3 separate regions of the Sus scrofa genome follow, and regions 1 and 3 are each linked to region 2. The links are chromatin contacts, called in public HiChIP or PLAC-seq maps. All regions are on one chromosome and are shown on one strand. Each heading gives the region's core, a stretch centred on a gene start, on an enhancer-like site or on the middle of the called end of the contact. The rest is flanking DNA. Distances are from core to core; before and after follow the strand shown.

Region 1 (4,534 bases), core at 1,760-4,259, 85 kb after region 2:
AGTCATCTTGCCTCTCTCGTCCACATGTCCTGATCTTTAGGTGGGTGCAAAGATCAGGACATGTGACGGGATATTGGTAGGGAGACTCGCTTCACGGTCAAATGCACCAATGAGCATGGCAGCCGTGAGGCGGGGCAGCCGGTACTGAGCTAAGTGAGCACTTCCCGAGCATCGACCCCCATCCTCCATGCAACACCCTTATGAAGTGTGGACGTCAGCTGACAACAGGCGACCCAGACAGCTTAAACGCCTTTGCATGGTCACATGTCTGGTCAGTGGCAGAGCTGGTGAGCAAGCTGAGGAGGGTGCTGTCCAGAGCCTCTTCCCTGAAGCACAACCCAAGTTGCCACGAACCATCCTTCTAGTCAACCCTGGTCTCTCACATCCAGTCTCGGGCTCAGTTTCCACAGAACCACCTGGTCAGTTAAAATCTCCATGCCCTGGGCCTACCCCAGAGCCTCTAAATCAGGCTCTCTGGGACGGGAGCACCAGGCTTTTTAAGGCTTTCCAGATGACTGCTGTGCCTGCCCAAGGGTGAGAAGCCAGGGCTCTAGTCCACGCCTCCTGGAGGCACCACGCCTTTTCTTCCCACGTGGCCTTGCTCCCCATCCAGCCCTTTCCATCCCAGTTGGAAGCTGCGGGACGTTTCTCTCCAGGGCCTCCGAGCTCTGTCCACGCACCCTGCCACGTCCTCTGGGGAGCACACCCTGCCCATCATGTGCCCTGCTCTCTTGCCCTGCTCTCTTGCCCCAGGGTCCTGGGATGAGCATCCCTCCCTCCATCCGGGTCAGGTGCTCCCACCCCCACCACACCTCTCCCTCCGCAGTCTTCCCAGGTGACACAATGGGCTCCTAGCACTCAGAATAGAGGTGGTTCAGAAGCTCAGAGTGCTCAGTCCTGGAGGTCCCCTGCTGTGCTAGGCATTAACCCTCTAGTTACTGGGTCAAGGGGAGCTTGAGGAAGCTGGGAGAGGGGTCAGGGTGGTGTGCTAAGGGGGCTGTGGCAGTAGCTATTTACCAGCTAGCATTTGGAAATACAGTGTTTTGTTTTATTTTTTTTCTTTTTAGGGCCACATCTGTGGCATATGGAAGTTCCCTGGCTAGGGGTTGAATCAAAGCTGCAGCTGCCAGCCTAAGTCACAGCCATGGTAATGCAGATCCTTTACCCACTGAGAGAGTCCAGGGGTTGAACCCACATCCTCATGGATACTAGTCAGGTTCTTAACCTGCTGAGCCACCTTGGGAACTCCCAGAAATACAACATTTTAACAATCAGCGCCACCCTACCAGTGAATGTCAATCTCAGGTAGATGAATCGCCAAGACCTGGCTTGTTGGTTCTCATGCCCTCTGCCCTGTGAGGACTCCAACTCTCTCAGGCTCCAGTTCCGTCATTCCTACCCCATAGCCCAGCCTGTTGCCCTTGCCTGTCCCTTCCTCCCCACTCCCATCAGCACTCACCTGTCCACCCCGGCATGCAGGTGCACCGGGGGCGGCCCGAGGCCTCTATGTGGCAGCGGCCCATTTTGGAACAGAAGGAAGAGCAGGGGTCCTTGACCTGGGCCTGGCACCTCTCGCCAGTGAAGCCAAAGGGGCAGGTGCAGAAGAAGCTGGGGGTCAAGGGAGAGGGAGGGCTGGTGGAGCCAGGAAGGGTGGGAAGCAGGGCTTGGCAGCTGCCCCCGTTCTGGCAGAGCTGGGCATCCTGGCAGGGGTCAGGAAACTGGCACGTCTCTCCCAGGAAGCCAGGGGCACACCTGGACAGGGGAGGAGAGAGGAGAACTCAAGTTCCGGCCCCTCTGCCTCCTCTCTCCCTCCTTTGCCTTCTTTTGTTTCCCACCATCCGCTTCACCTCCTCCCATTCTCCTTTCTTCTCACCTCCCCCTGCCCCCAACTCCCTTTCTCCCACTCCCACGAGGTACACTCACTGGCAGGTCCCTTGCCCCTGAGGTGGGCTCAGGCAGGTGCCTCCGTTGGCACAGGGTCCTGGGAAACTCCCACACTGCAGCCCTAGGGGTGGAGATGAGGATGAGATGGGGGGGTACCACACTCCACTTTTCCTCCTCTGGAGGCTCCGGGGGGACCTGCTGGTGTGGCCTCATGCATGTGCTCTGAATCCCATTGCCATTATACCCCGCTCCTAGTCCCCACGTGGAGCTGGCTCCCCAGCCCCTAGATCCCAGGCTCTGAGTTACTAATTCCCACCCCTCCTTTCCTGTTTATTCTCTGGCCTCCCAAGTCCAGCTTCAGGCTCTATCCCTCGGAAGCAAGACAACAGGGATCAGGAGGGGGGCTGAGGGGACTCCAGGGAGGTGAATGGCTGCAACATTGAAGGGATTTCCTCCCGGAAGGGCCCAGTACTGAGCTGTGGTGGGTGGGGGTAGGGACAGCTGGACTGGGAAAGGGACTTGCTGGGCCCTTGACCTTCCCTTCCCATGTCTCCATCTCCTGATGCCCTCTTATCTCTTCCCCTAGCAGGTGCTCACTCTTTTTCTTGTCTTCCTAAACATGATTGCAAGAGTACGCTGTCCCCCAGCTCCAGGGCCAACCGGGTTCTCCGTGGGGGTGGGCACTCTCCCACCCATCCCCCCCTACGGTCACCACGCCTGACGCAAGGCCGGTAGCCTTGGTCTGTGTCGCTGCAGGGGCAGAGCCATCTCTCCCTGCCGGCTGCCCCATGTGGGGGCTGAGAAGCTCCCCCTCCAGTGTGGCCTCAAAGCCTGGGTCTCGGCCCTCTGTCCTCAACCCACCGGACATCCTCCTGAGGAAGATAGGTCCCCTCACCTCTCCCTCCCCACGCCTCACCTCTAGACTGGACGACAGGCCGACACAGCAGGAGCAGCAGCGGAGGCAGCAGCAGTGAAGGGGGCCGCATTCCAGAGCTCCTGCCCCCAGCCCGGACGCCCTCTGCCTCCTCCAGCCGGGACCCCCAGAGCCCTCCCCGAGGCAACAACCACCTCCTCTGCTCCAAGGCCCTTTCTTCCTCTTCCTCGGCAAGCAGCGAACCTCACGTCTGAGCTGTTTCCTGAGTCACACAATGTCCTGGACACCCTAGTGCTGGGGGGTGGGGAGTGGAGGAACATTGAGGGGGATGAGGGAGGGGCCTTCTGTCCTTGACAACCCCTGGGGAGCTGGCGAGGAAGAAGGACAGCCTGGTTGGAGCAGGTGGTAGAAGGGGAGAGCTGGGCAGGTGGGGGCTCTGGGAGCGGTCCAGCCCCTTCTCCGGTTGGCGAGGTCTCTCCTTTCTCCTCCTGCCCTGGAGGGGTGGGGCAGGACCTGGGAACAGAGGCCTAGGGTGATGAGAGAGCTCGTCCTCTTGCAAGGAGAGGGTGCATGTTTTGTAAGGTCAGTGCAGATGCTTTTCAGAGAATCTGCTCCTTTCTATACATTGAAACCACTAATCTTGGCAGAAAGAAGTCAGGGGATTTCTGGGTCTCTGTCTTGACCCTTGCTGGGGACTTAATTTTCTCCTTTGGGAGGAATGGGCAAGATGCTGGGCTGATTTAGGGGGATCTTGGCTTTCTTTTGAAGGGGACCGTGTAAGATCATCACCGATGATAAGTCTGAATTATCCTTAGCAGACACTGCATTTGGATAGGTTCCTCTCCTGCCACGTCTCCCTCTCTCCACCCCAGGGGTCCCTGGGACACAAGGAATGTCAGTCATTGTATTAAAAATCAGAGTAAATAAAATCACAAAAGACAATTCACAACCTGACTCATCCAACCCAACCCAGGACAGCTTTGGGGTTGCCACACACCCAGTTCTTCTCTGAGAGTCTGGGATGGCTGGAGGTGTCATCCACCGCTGTGCCCACAGCCCCAGCCATTGAGGCACTCACAGCTCAGCCTTCTCCACCAGTGAATGTACTTTGCTAGCACTATTCTTTTTTCCTTTTTTTCCCCCTTTTCTTTTTCTTTTTGCTTTTTAGGGCCATACCTGTGGCATATGGAAGTTCCCAGGCTAAGGATCTAATCAGAGCTGTAGCTGCCAGCCTATGCCACAGCCATAGCAACCCTGGATCCGGGCCATGTCTGTGACCTACAACACAGCTCACAGCAATGCCGGATCCTTAACCCACTGAGCGAGGCCAGGAATCGAACCCGCGTCCTCATGGATACTAGTCGGGTTTGTTAATCCCTGAGCCAAGATGGGAACTCCAGTTTTTTTTTTTCCAAATTAACTTTTTATTTCGAAATAATTTAAAACTCACAGAAAAGAGACAAGAGTACCAAAAATAATTCCAGGATACTCTCTGTTCAGATTCACCAATTACTATCATTTGACCATATTTGCTTTATCATTATTTCTCTAAATACACGTTAGTATTTTTTCTAAACCATTTGAGAGTAAACAGCACACATACATCTGTTCTTTCTAAGTGTCAGCGTGAATTTCCTAAGAACAAGAACCTTCATTTACATAACCAAACACGACCATAGAAATCAGGAAACTTAGATGGATACAATACCATTGTCTAATCTACAGTCCACATTCAAAATTTGCCAATTGCCCCATAATATCCTTTGTAATGATTAT
Region 2 (4,649 bases), core at 1,026-3,525:
GATCATCTCCCAGAAGGCAGAGTGGGGGCGCCAAGGACTCTGTCTTCACAACCAGCACCTCCCCTACACCAGAAGCCTGGGTAAGAGTGAGGGTGAAGCAGGGGGGACAGAAACAAGGAAAGAAAACAAAGGACACGTTGAGGGTAAGAGCAAGAACAAGAGCTTTAGCGCTAAGAAGCCACCCATTACTTGACATTCTGGTTTGAATGGTATTCACCATTCTCCCTAAGCTGCCCCCGGCCCCTTGTTCTCCCTTTCTACTTTATTCTTGGGGGAGGTGACAAAGTCTCATATTTCAAATACTGCCTTAGAGTGGACAATTGCGTCAAGAACAGTTCCAGAGGAGTTCCTATTGTGGCTCAGTTGTAATGAACCCAACTAGTATCCATGAGGATGCGGGTTCAATCCCTGGCCTTGCCCAGTGGGTTAAGGATCTGATGTGGCCATAAGCTGCCGTGTAGGTCACAGATGCAGCTCAGATTCCGAGCTGCTGTGGCTGTGGTGTAGGCCGGCAGGTGCAGCTCTGATTCAACCTCTAGCCTGGGAACTTCCATATGCCCCACATGCAGCCCTAAAAGCAAAAGCAAAACAGTTCCAGAATACTCAGGAGTTAACAATCCTTTTCTTCTCAGCCCCACCATGTCTGCCACCTATTTCTGTGTATCAGAAACTCCAGAGTTCCCATTGTGGCGCAGTGGAAACGAATCTGATTAGGAGCCATGAGGTAGCAGGTTCGATCCCCGGCCTCGCTCAGTGGATTGAGGATCTGGTGTTGCCATGAGCTGTGGTGTAGATCACAGACACGCTCAGATCTGGCATTGCTGTGGCTCTCACGTAGGCCGGCGGCTACAGTTCCAATTAGACCCTTAGCCTGGGAACCTCCATATGCTGCAGGTGCGGCCCTAAAAAGGACAAAAGACAGAAAAAAAAAAAAAGAAACTCCATCTTCAGTTCTAGACAACCAGAGTGGTGATGTGAAAATGAGGATATGAAAGAAATTGCAAATGCACAAAAGAAGCCCCCCCCCCCAACCGGGACTCATAACACACAAATCATTCCACCAGCATCTATAGGTGAAGGGATGGGAGGAGAGTCCCTGCCACAGAAAGTAGGAGGGACAAGACTCTCTCACCTGGCTGGAGGGCTCTGTGGAAAGATGTGATGCTTCAGAGCTGAGGGAGGAGGAAGAGCAGGGGGAGGATGGCTCAGACTTCACCTGAAGATCTGGGGGGAAAAGAGTAAGAAAATAACCGGGAAGCAGAGCCTGACAAAAGTTTGAAAAGTACCCAAGGACATGGGGTAAGAGCCCCTCACTGGGGTGAGGAGGAAGGAGCACACATAAGAGATCAAAAGGGGGGAGTACACGGGCACTCGTGTGAGAAAACGAGGAACTGCATAGTTGCTGGGAAACAATGGGAAGATAACGGTTTCTGAAAGGATGAGGGAATCACAAAGGGTATCTTACCTGGGAAGATAGGCAGAGGGTCCCAGGGGGGTTCGGGAGGGCTGACATCCATCCCCAAGTCCAGGGAGCTGCTGCCAAACTGAACAGGAGAGGGTATTAGATGGCAGGAGTGTGAGGCTGAAGGGATGGCTCCGGATGAGCTCTGGCCTGGGGATAAGCCCCAGTTCTGAGACCACTTCCACCCACCAAGGGTAAGAGTCAAGGCCAAGGCCCGGGGAGCGATACCGGGACATCTTCCTCCGGGCAACGGAAAAGCTGCGTCGGCTCCTCGGCCACTTCATCCAGGCCGGCGTACAAGGTGCTGTCTGCAAGAGGGGCGGAGGGTCAGCGGAGTCGTCCGCTAGCGCAGCCTTCGGAACCCCACAACAGCCCTCGCCCCGTCGCTCACTGCCTCTGCGCGGCCAGATCCACCGCCCGCCCACTTGAAAAGTGATCCAGCCAGAGAACTCCAGCCCCTCCTTCCCCGACCCCGGAACAACTCCATATTTCCGCAGGGAGGGGAGGTCTGCCCCAACTCCCGCATCTCCCCGAAAGCACCACCAGCCCCCCTGTTCCGCCTTCCTCAGAATGATGGATTCCGTATCTGTCCAGCCTTCCTCTTTGGGCCTCCGCTTCCTCCTGCGTGCCTCAGGGGCACAATATGCCACAGCCCCCTCCCCTCCCCGAGGCCTCACTCCGCACACCCCAGTCCTCCGGGCTCAGCAAGTTGTCGGTGAAAAAACGCGTCGGGTCCGCAATCTCGCTGAGGAGCATCAGCTCCGCCATCTTTCCCCCCCACCCCCCAACCACGAGACAGTTCCCAAGGCCCGCCTCTCCCATCATCAACTAATCGGCTGGCTCCTCAAAAGTGGGGGAACGCCCCGGAAGCTCTCCCAACCAGTAAGAGACCTGGGTATTGAGCACGTGAGACAATATAGGCGGTGGCTGTATAGGACCGGCCAATAGGAGCGCCCCGGAGGCTAGCACCTCCGCAATACCAGGCAGTGAAGTTTGCGCGTGCGCCAAGCCGGACCCAGCCTGAAAGCGCCTAGGAAACGTAGGTACCGGGTTTTGAAGGTTCGCCGTCTCCCCCAAACAGTACTGAATTTAGAAGTTTAGATAGCTTGTGTTCATCTTTGGAGATAGATAAGCCCCGCAAAATATACCACACGTGACCATAAGGCTTTTTCATGGTAAAACGGTAAAGAGGTACATACACTAAGACCACTGCTACCTTCCCTAGGAAGGCAAAAGCTGGTAAAAGTATGTGGGTGAAATCCTCCCACTGGCCCCTCCCCCCAAAACTCACAACATAGACCACAATTCACAGGTTCCTGTCTCTTTTAAGGTTTAACTTTTAATTAGCCAAACATCTTGCGCAGTCCCTGAGCCAGTCCTGCATCTTGTTTCTTCCCTTGAATGATCACCTTTCCCAGCTCCTCCTGGGCTGCCCGATTTTTGGGGTCTACTGCCAGCACTTTCTTGAGGTCAGCAGTTGCTTTGTCCAGGTTCCCAAGAGCAGCCTGGGCAACCCCCCTTCGGTACAAGGCCTTTAAATGGCCAGGCTCCCGCTCCAGCACCCGGTCACAGCTCTGGGCTGCCAAATGGGGCTGCCCTAGCAGCAACTGACAGGCAGCCAGATTGGCATGAAGGACAGTTCGTTCTGGAGAGCCAGGTGGAGGTAAAGTCAGCAGCAGCCGAAGAGCCCGTCCATAGCATCGGGCAGCCCCTTCAGGGTTCCCAGCTCTAAATAATTCTGTGCCCCGTGCACGTTCTTCCCTGGCCAGGGCCTCCTTTTCGGTGGGCTCTAGCTCCCAGGAGTCCCGGCCTTGAGTGAAGGAGGCCAGTTTGAGCCTGACAGGAGGTCCAGAGCGCCCAGGGAGCTGAAGTTCTGCCTCCTCACCTTGACACATGGACTCCAAGCACTTCTCTACAAGCTCTCCCCAAGTTTCCTCCCTCCATGGGCCTAACCCCATAGTTAGCTCTGTCCAGCCCTCTGGCAGCCCTGACCCCAAAGGAAATCCCAAAACCTGTACCCGGCAGCGGGAGCCCAGCTTGGGTTTGTCCAAGCCGTGGCCATGGATTAGGATCTTTTTGACAAAGCTCCCATCGGGGCAGTACCAGAGTTCAGAAGCTTGAAGGGGCTCTGGCATCTCACTGGCTGGTCCATGAGATTTATCAGAATCTCCTTCACGTCCAACGGCCAGCTTTTCAATTTCTTGAAGATTTTCTAGAATTTGGCCGGCTGGATCTGGGCTCACTCTCCCCTCAAGAAGTTCAGTAGAAGGGTCTTGGGGCTGCTGCCTAATCTGAGTAGTTGAATCAAGGATCTTCTGGGAGTTCTTTTTCCATCGTTGTTGCGGTTGAGAAATGTTCTTCTCTCCCAGTGGACTGACTGGTGGCGTCTCCATTTGGGTACCCAGTCCCTTCCACCGTGGGTAAACAGTTTTGGTCAGAAAGGTATGGATCAGATTCAGATCAGCACCTGATTAAAAAAGAAAAAAAAATCAAAACAATGCTATTGGCAGGAATCTTATTTAGACTTCTTTTCTGTCCTTCTGGGATCCAGGCCTCCGGTCCTTAAAGTTCTCTCTTTTTTTTCCCCCCTCCTCAAAATCTCTGTCGGATTCGAGCCTACCTCCCAACCCCGAACTAATTCGAACTATAAGTTCCACAATTCCCGCGGCTTGAGCCACTGTCCCAACTACGGATACCCGAGCGAGTCAAAAAGTACCTGGGCGGCCGAAGTGCCTCTCCTGGTGGCGGTAGCCCGACCATTCGAATCACCTCTCCTTCCGAAGCTAAGCTCTACTGAGCACTGTCATTAGAGTTTTGCTTCGGGCGGAGAGGACGGTCAGGGGGAGCAGGGGACAGCTGAGGAGAGACACTAACGGCTAACCCTGGAGCCCGCGTGAAAGCGAATCTACTCAAGTTCCCGGCAACCAATCGGGAGGAGGGAGAGGTCTGGTTAGCCCGCCTTCTGGACGTGACATCATTTCCCTCCCCTCCCCCAGCAACCGGGAAGCTCCAGGCCTTAGCAACCGAACTAGGCCAAATCGAACTGAACTAGGCGAGGTCGAGCTAGCCTGGCTATTGAGAGTTAAAGTCTGGAGAAGGCCTGGAGTGGGAGATTGGGGCGAATGAGGATAGGGTGGGGAATGGTGGAGCTGGTGGTGAATGATAGCGGTAGCGACGAGGGCCCGCA
Region 3 (4,304 bases), core at 305-2,804, 120 kb before region 2:
GCAGGATCCGAGCCGCGTCTGCAACCTACACCACAGCTCACGGCAACGCCGGATCGTTAACCCACTGAGCAAGGGCAGGGACCGAACCCGAAACCTCATGGTTCCTAGTTGGATTCGTTAACCACTGCGCCACGACGGGAACTCCCAGGAATAGTTCTATTTGACGAGGAAGGGCTGCCAAATTAAGGCTCTTTTATAGACAATGTGAAACCACTGGCTTTTGAGAAAAAGAAGGACAGTGTTTTCTGTTTTCAAAGCACCATTTTAATAGAAGTAAAAAAGTCTGTCGAAAAAAGAAACTTGCTGAGAGACGATTACAACAGTCTAGGTGAGCATCAGCAAAGGCCTGACTGCGAGAATACACAGGAAGGAGTAAACAGAAGAAGTTACTTCAAAGGAGGAATCAAGACGACTCGGCAAACATTTGGCTACGCAAATAAGACAGAGACGAGATCTGGATTCCAAACAGCGGGAGAAGTGAATGGAGTCAGTCCTATTTGGAAGACCAAGATTAGAATAGGTAAGACCAGAGCGGCAATATATGAAGGTTATTGGCAAGATACAGATGGAACTAAAAAAAACCAAGCCTGGGATCACCAGTTCTTAGGTGGTACTAAAAGCCGGAGGAAAGGAAGACACCTCCATGGCAGACTATACAGAAAAGAGAGAAAAGCAAGTATCCACCTTGAGAAAGTCCACCCATGAAGGGACACTGAGAGGTGCCATGTCTCTAGGTATGAGCTAGAAGAACCCCCACCCCCCCATCCCCTCACACTCACCCCAGGTGTTCTCAGTGTAGAGTCTTTGAAAGTTTGGGCCATGCCCACACACACTCCCTCACCTTTTTCTTGAGTTTGTTGAATTTCTTCTGCAGAGCCTCCTCCTCCTCGCTCAGTCCGGGGGGTATCACCAACATGGTGGCTCCTGGTTCAGGGGCAGGGCCCAAGACATCTTTCTCCACTGTCACCGCCCAGGGGTCACACGCCGTCCACACTGCACCCAATCCCACCCCTCCAGGCCTGCCTACTCCTGTCTTTTGCCTCTCCCTACCCCTTGCTTAAACCAGCTGCCGTCCAAGCCCCCGCTCGTCGGGATCAACCAGCATTCCCTTCTCTCTCCGGGAATCACGGATACCAGCGCCTTGGGGCACCACGTAGCCCAGGAAGGGAGAAACACCCCCTCCGTCGCGAAGACGATGGCACCAGACCCCCCCTACCTCGCTGGGGTTAGTATGGCATTCGCAGGGTCCGAAAAGCAGAGGAGGCAGTGGAACCCGCGCAGCGCTCTCAGAGCAACGAACAGGGCAAGAAGAGAGAAGGAGCTCGGAAAAAAGGGGCGAAGGGTGAGACGGAGAAGGCCTTACCTGAGGGGGCGGCAACCGGAGCCCCACGGTCTCGGGCGGCGCCCGCGCGGGCAGCGGATCGCTGGCTCGGAGCGATGACGTAGCGAGGGGCGGAGACCGCGGTAACCAAGGCGGCTCGCGGCGCGCACACTTCCGTCCGGCCTCCCACCAGCTTGGGTTCCGCCCCTCGGTAGTGCTCGTCCCCGCCCCCAGCGGGGTGTGTTCCGGAAGTCGCCGCTAGTTCCGCGGGTTTCGGCTCCTCCCTACACTTCCGGGCTGCCCGGCAGCTACCGTGGCTCCAGGATGATGGAGACGGAGCGACTCGGTGAGGGGGCAGAAGGTGGGAAGGAGGAGGAGACAGGGAATGACCCTTGACCCCTGACCTGTGATTTTCCTCCCATAGTGCTGCCTACCCCAGATCCCCTGGATCTGCCCCTCCGCGCCTTGGAGCTAGGATGTACCGGGCGCTGGGAGCTGCTGAATGTGCCTGGGGCTCCAGAGAGCACCGTGAGTGACTTTTAGCTCTAACCTAACCTTGACCCTTATTAATAGGGCTTAAAACCCCTTTCAGCCTTCTCACAGTAGGGTCTAACCTGACCTGGCTCACCTGTCTCTGGACACCTGTCATCCCAGCTTTGGACTGGTGCGGGATGGATCCCAACCCAGTCGACCTGCAGTGCGTCAGAGCCCATGAGAAGACAGAGCAGGGAGCCCTGGGGATAACTTTAGCTCTGAGAACTGCTCTTTCCAGTGGGTCTTTTCTCCCTGGCATCTTCTTCTGTCTCCAAGCACCAGGGCACTTGTTGGTGGCTGATAGGTCAGCCCTTGAGCACCTTCGGTTTTTCATCCTTAGGTCTGGGGCTCCTTTTCCTAAAACTAGTGATTATCAGAATCTGTGTGCCTCATGATTAGAGGGGGAGCTTTCCTAAATTAGAAATTCTTAGGTCCATCTCCAGAAATTCTTTAATCCAAAATCTATATTATTAAACAGCTCTCCAGATAATTCAGTTGCAGGTCAGTTTTTCCTATAAAGTAGGACAACCTTTGGAAACTATTGCTTCAGCCTAATTGTCCTAGCCTGTATGGGACACCTACCATTTCTGATCTAAACATGAAGCCCGTCACCATCTCTTTTGTCTGTGTCTTACTCTCTTTCCTTGCCTCATGCCTCTCGTCTTGCCCTGTTCCAGCTTCCCCACGGCCTCCCACCCTGTGCCCCAGATCTGCAGCAAGAAGCAGAACAGTTGTTTCTGTCCTCTCCAGCCTGGCTGCCTCTGCATGGTGTGGAGCACTCAGCCCGGTGAGGAGTCTAGAGGGGCCTGGACTAGGGGAAATGGGTTCCTGAAGGAAGTTGAGACAGAGGAGAAAGAGCTGAAAATTTCTTTCTGTCCAGAAAATGGCAGAGGAAGATGGATCCCTGGTCTCTCCTGGCCGCACTGGGGGCCCCAGTCCCCTCCGACCTGCAGGCCCAAAGACACCCAACCACAGGCCAGATACTAGGCTACAAGGAGGTAAGAGGTCAGGGGCCACAAGAAGCAGAGTTGGGAAGTGGGGGGGGTGGGGTGGGGGGGTGGCGGCCGGAGCGGGGGGTTGTCAGAGGCCAACTCAGCCTCACTGGCGCTCTGATCTCTTGCCTCAGGTCCTGCTAGAGAATACAAACCTGTCGGCCACAACCTCCTTATCTCTTCGCCGGCCACCAGGGCCCGCCTCCCAGTCCCTGTGGGGGAATCCAACACAGTACCCTTTTTGGCCAGGTGATGCTTGTGGAAATGGGATGGTCGGGGAGAGGGAGCCCTTATTCTCCACCCCCCTGAGTCATGGCCACCCCATGAATCCCTGTTTCTCCAACCTCTCCCCAGGTGGGATGGATGAGCCTAGCATCACAGATCTGAGTACTCGGGAGGAGGCAGAGGAGGAGATAGACTTCGAGAAAGGTGAGGTGGTGCCAGGATGGGCCCTTTTGAGGGAGGGCTCTGAGCCCAGGCCCCGAGGAGGAAGGGCCCAGGCCTCTCACTGGGTCCTTGCTGGCTTTCTTATTTCTTTGAGCAAATTAGAAGGAACCCTGCTGTCAACTGTTGGAAAAGTGTCATGACAAATATCCCCAACTACAGCATCTACACTGTGAATGATGTCCTTTAGGTTTATATAGTGACTTGTTCAGCAGCTTGCAGTAGCCCTGATTCTCTCTCTCTGTCCCTTTCCTCCAGATCTTCTGACTGTTCCGCCCGGCTTCAAGAAAGGTGTGGACTTTGCACCAAAGGGTGAGTTTCAGTTTTGAGATGGGGGCGTAGAAGAAGTGGCGCCCTACTGCTTCAGAGCAGAGCTGGACATGACTGTTTTTTGCCCTGCTCCTCAGATCACTCAGCTCCAGCTCCTGGGTTGCTCAGCCTCAGCCGCCTGCTGGAGCCCCTGGATTTGGGTGGGGGCGATGAGGATGAGAGTGAGGCAGTGGGACAGCCAGGAGGTGCCCAACGGGACGTTGTTTCTGCCCCTCCCTGCAGTGCTCCCCTGGCTCGAGCAAGCAGCTTGGAGGACCTAGTGTTGAAGGTTGGTGGTTCTGGGCTGTTGAGGCAGGGAAGAAGGGGCCTTGCCCCGGACAGGGTGGGCGGGCCTGCCTGGGTCCAAGAGAAAGACTGGAGCATCTTTTGGTTGGGGTGGTAGTGGAATGCTCTCTGCCTCTGTCTTTATCACCCCTACCTCTGACTTTTCCAGGAAGCGTCCACAGCTGTAGCCCCCCGAGAGCCTCCCAAGCCCCCACCTCAGGAAGAGTGGGCCATTCCCGTGGATGTCACCTCCCCCGTGGGTGATTTCTACCGCCTCATTCCCCAGCCAGCCTTCCAGGTAGTGTGAGCAGCCCTCACCCGCTCTCCTCCGCCCCCACCCCAGCCTTGGGTCCTCCCCCCACCGGAGGCCTGATGCCTTCAGGCCAGTGTTGGACCTCAGTCCTGGCCTGGCCTCACCT

The links. HiChIP or PLAC-seq counts read pairs in DNA pulled down with a chosen protein or histone mark.
Region 1: a contact with region 2 is called in an H3K27ac HiChIP or PLAC-seq map of alveolar macrophages. The contact joins the promoter of NOTCH4 here to the promoter of ATF6B in region 2. A contact is called at or near these places in 2 of 47 Hi-C or Micro-C datasets (fetal liver and liver) and 1 of 2 datasets of contacts at active chromatin or transcription factors (alveolar macrophages).
Region 3: a contact with region 2 is called in an H3K27ac HiChIP or PLAC-seq map of alveolar macrophages. The contact joins the promoter of SKIV2L here to the promoter of ATF6B in region 2. A contact is called at or near these places in 4 of 5 promoter capture datasets (fetal skeletal muscle, liver and skeletal muscle), 5 of 47 Hi-C or Micro-C datasets (blood, heart right ventricle, skeletal muscle and 1 more) and 1 of 2 datasets of contacts at active chromatin or transcription factors (alveolar macrophages).

The regions. Positions count from the first base shown.
Region 1 is chr7:24,253,272-24,257,805 of Sscrofa11.1, forward strand. NOTCH4 (notch 4) reads right to left here and starts at 3,010. Exons shown (of 31, transcript NM_001123147.1): 1 at 2,801-3,010; 2 at 1,924-2,005; 3 at 1,460-1,752. The coding sequence starts at 2,870.
Region 2 is chr7:24,169,456-24,174,104 of Sscrofa11.1, forward strand. ATF6B (activating transcription factor 6 beta) reads right to left here and starts at 2,276. Exons shown (of 18, transcript NM_001123103.1): 1 at 2,149-2,276; 2 at 1,691-1,770; 3 at 1,466-1,544; 4 at 1,133-1,224; 5 at 1-76. The coding sequence starts at 2,230. It overlaps FKBPL (FK506 binding protein like), which reads right to left and starts at 3,855. Exons shown (of 1, transcript NM_001128485.1): 1 at 2,806-3,855. The coding sequence starts at 3,855. The coding sequence ends at 2,806.
Region 3 is chr7:24,045,462-24,049,765 of Sscrofa11.1, forward strand. It overlaps SKIV2L (Ski2 like RNA helicase), which reads left to right and starts at 1,555. Exons shown (of 28, transcript NM_001101817.1): 1 at 1,555-1,667; 2 at 1,746-1,849; 3 at 2,533-2,642; 4 at 2,736-2,853; 5 at 2,982-3,096; 6 at 3,202-3,276; 7 at 3,550-3,603; 8 at 3,699-3,889; 9 at 4,055-4,183. The coding sequence starts at 1,646. It overlaps NELFE (negative elongation factor complex member E), which reads right to left and starts at 1,440. Exons shown (of 11, transcript NM_001101825.1): 1 at 1,364-1,440; 2 at 842-924. The coding sequence starts at 916.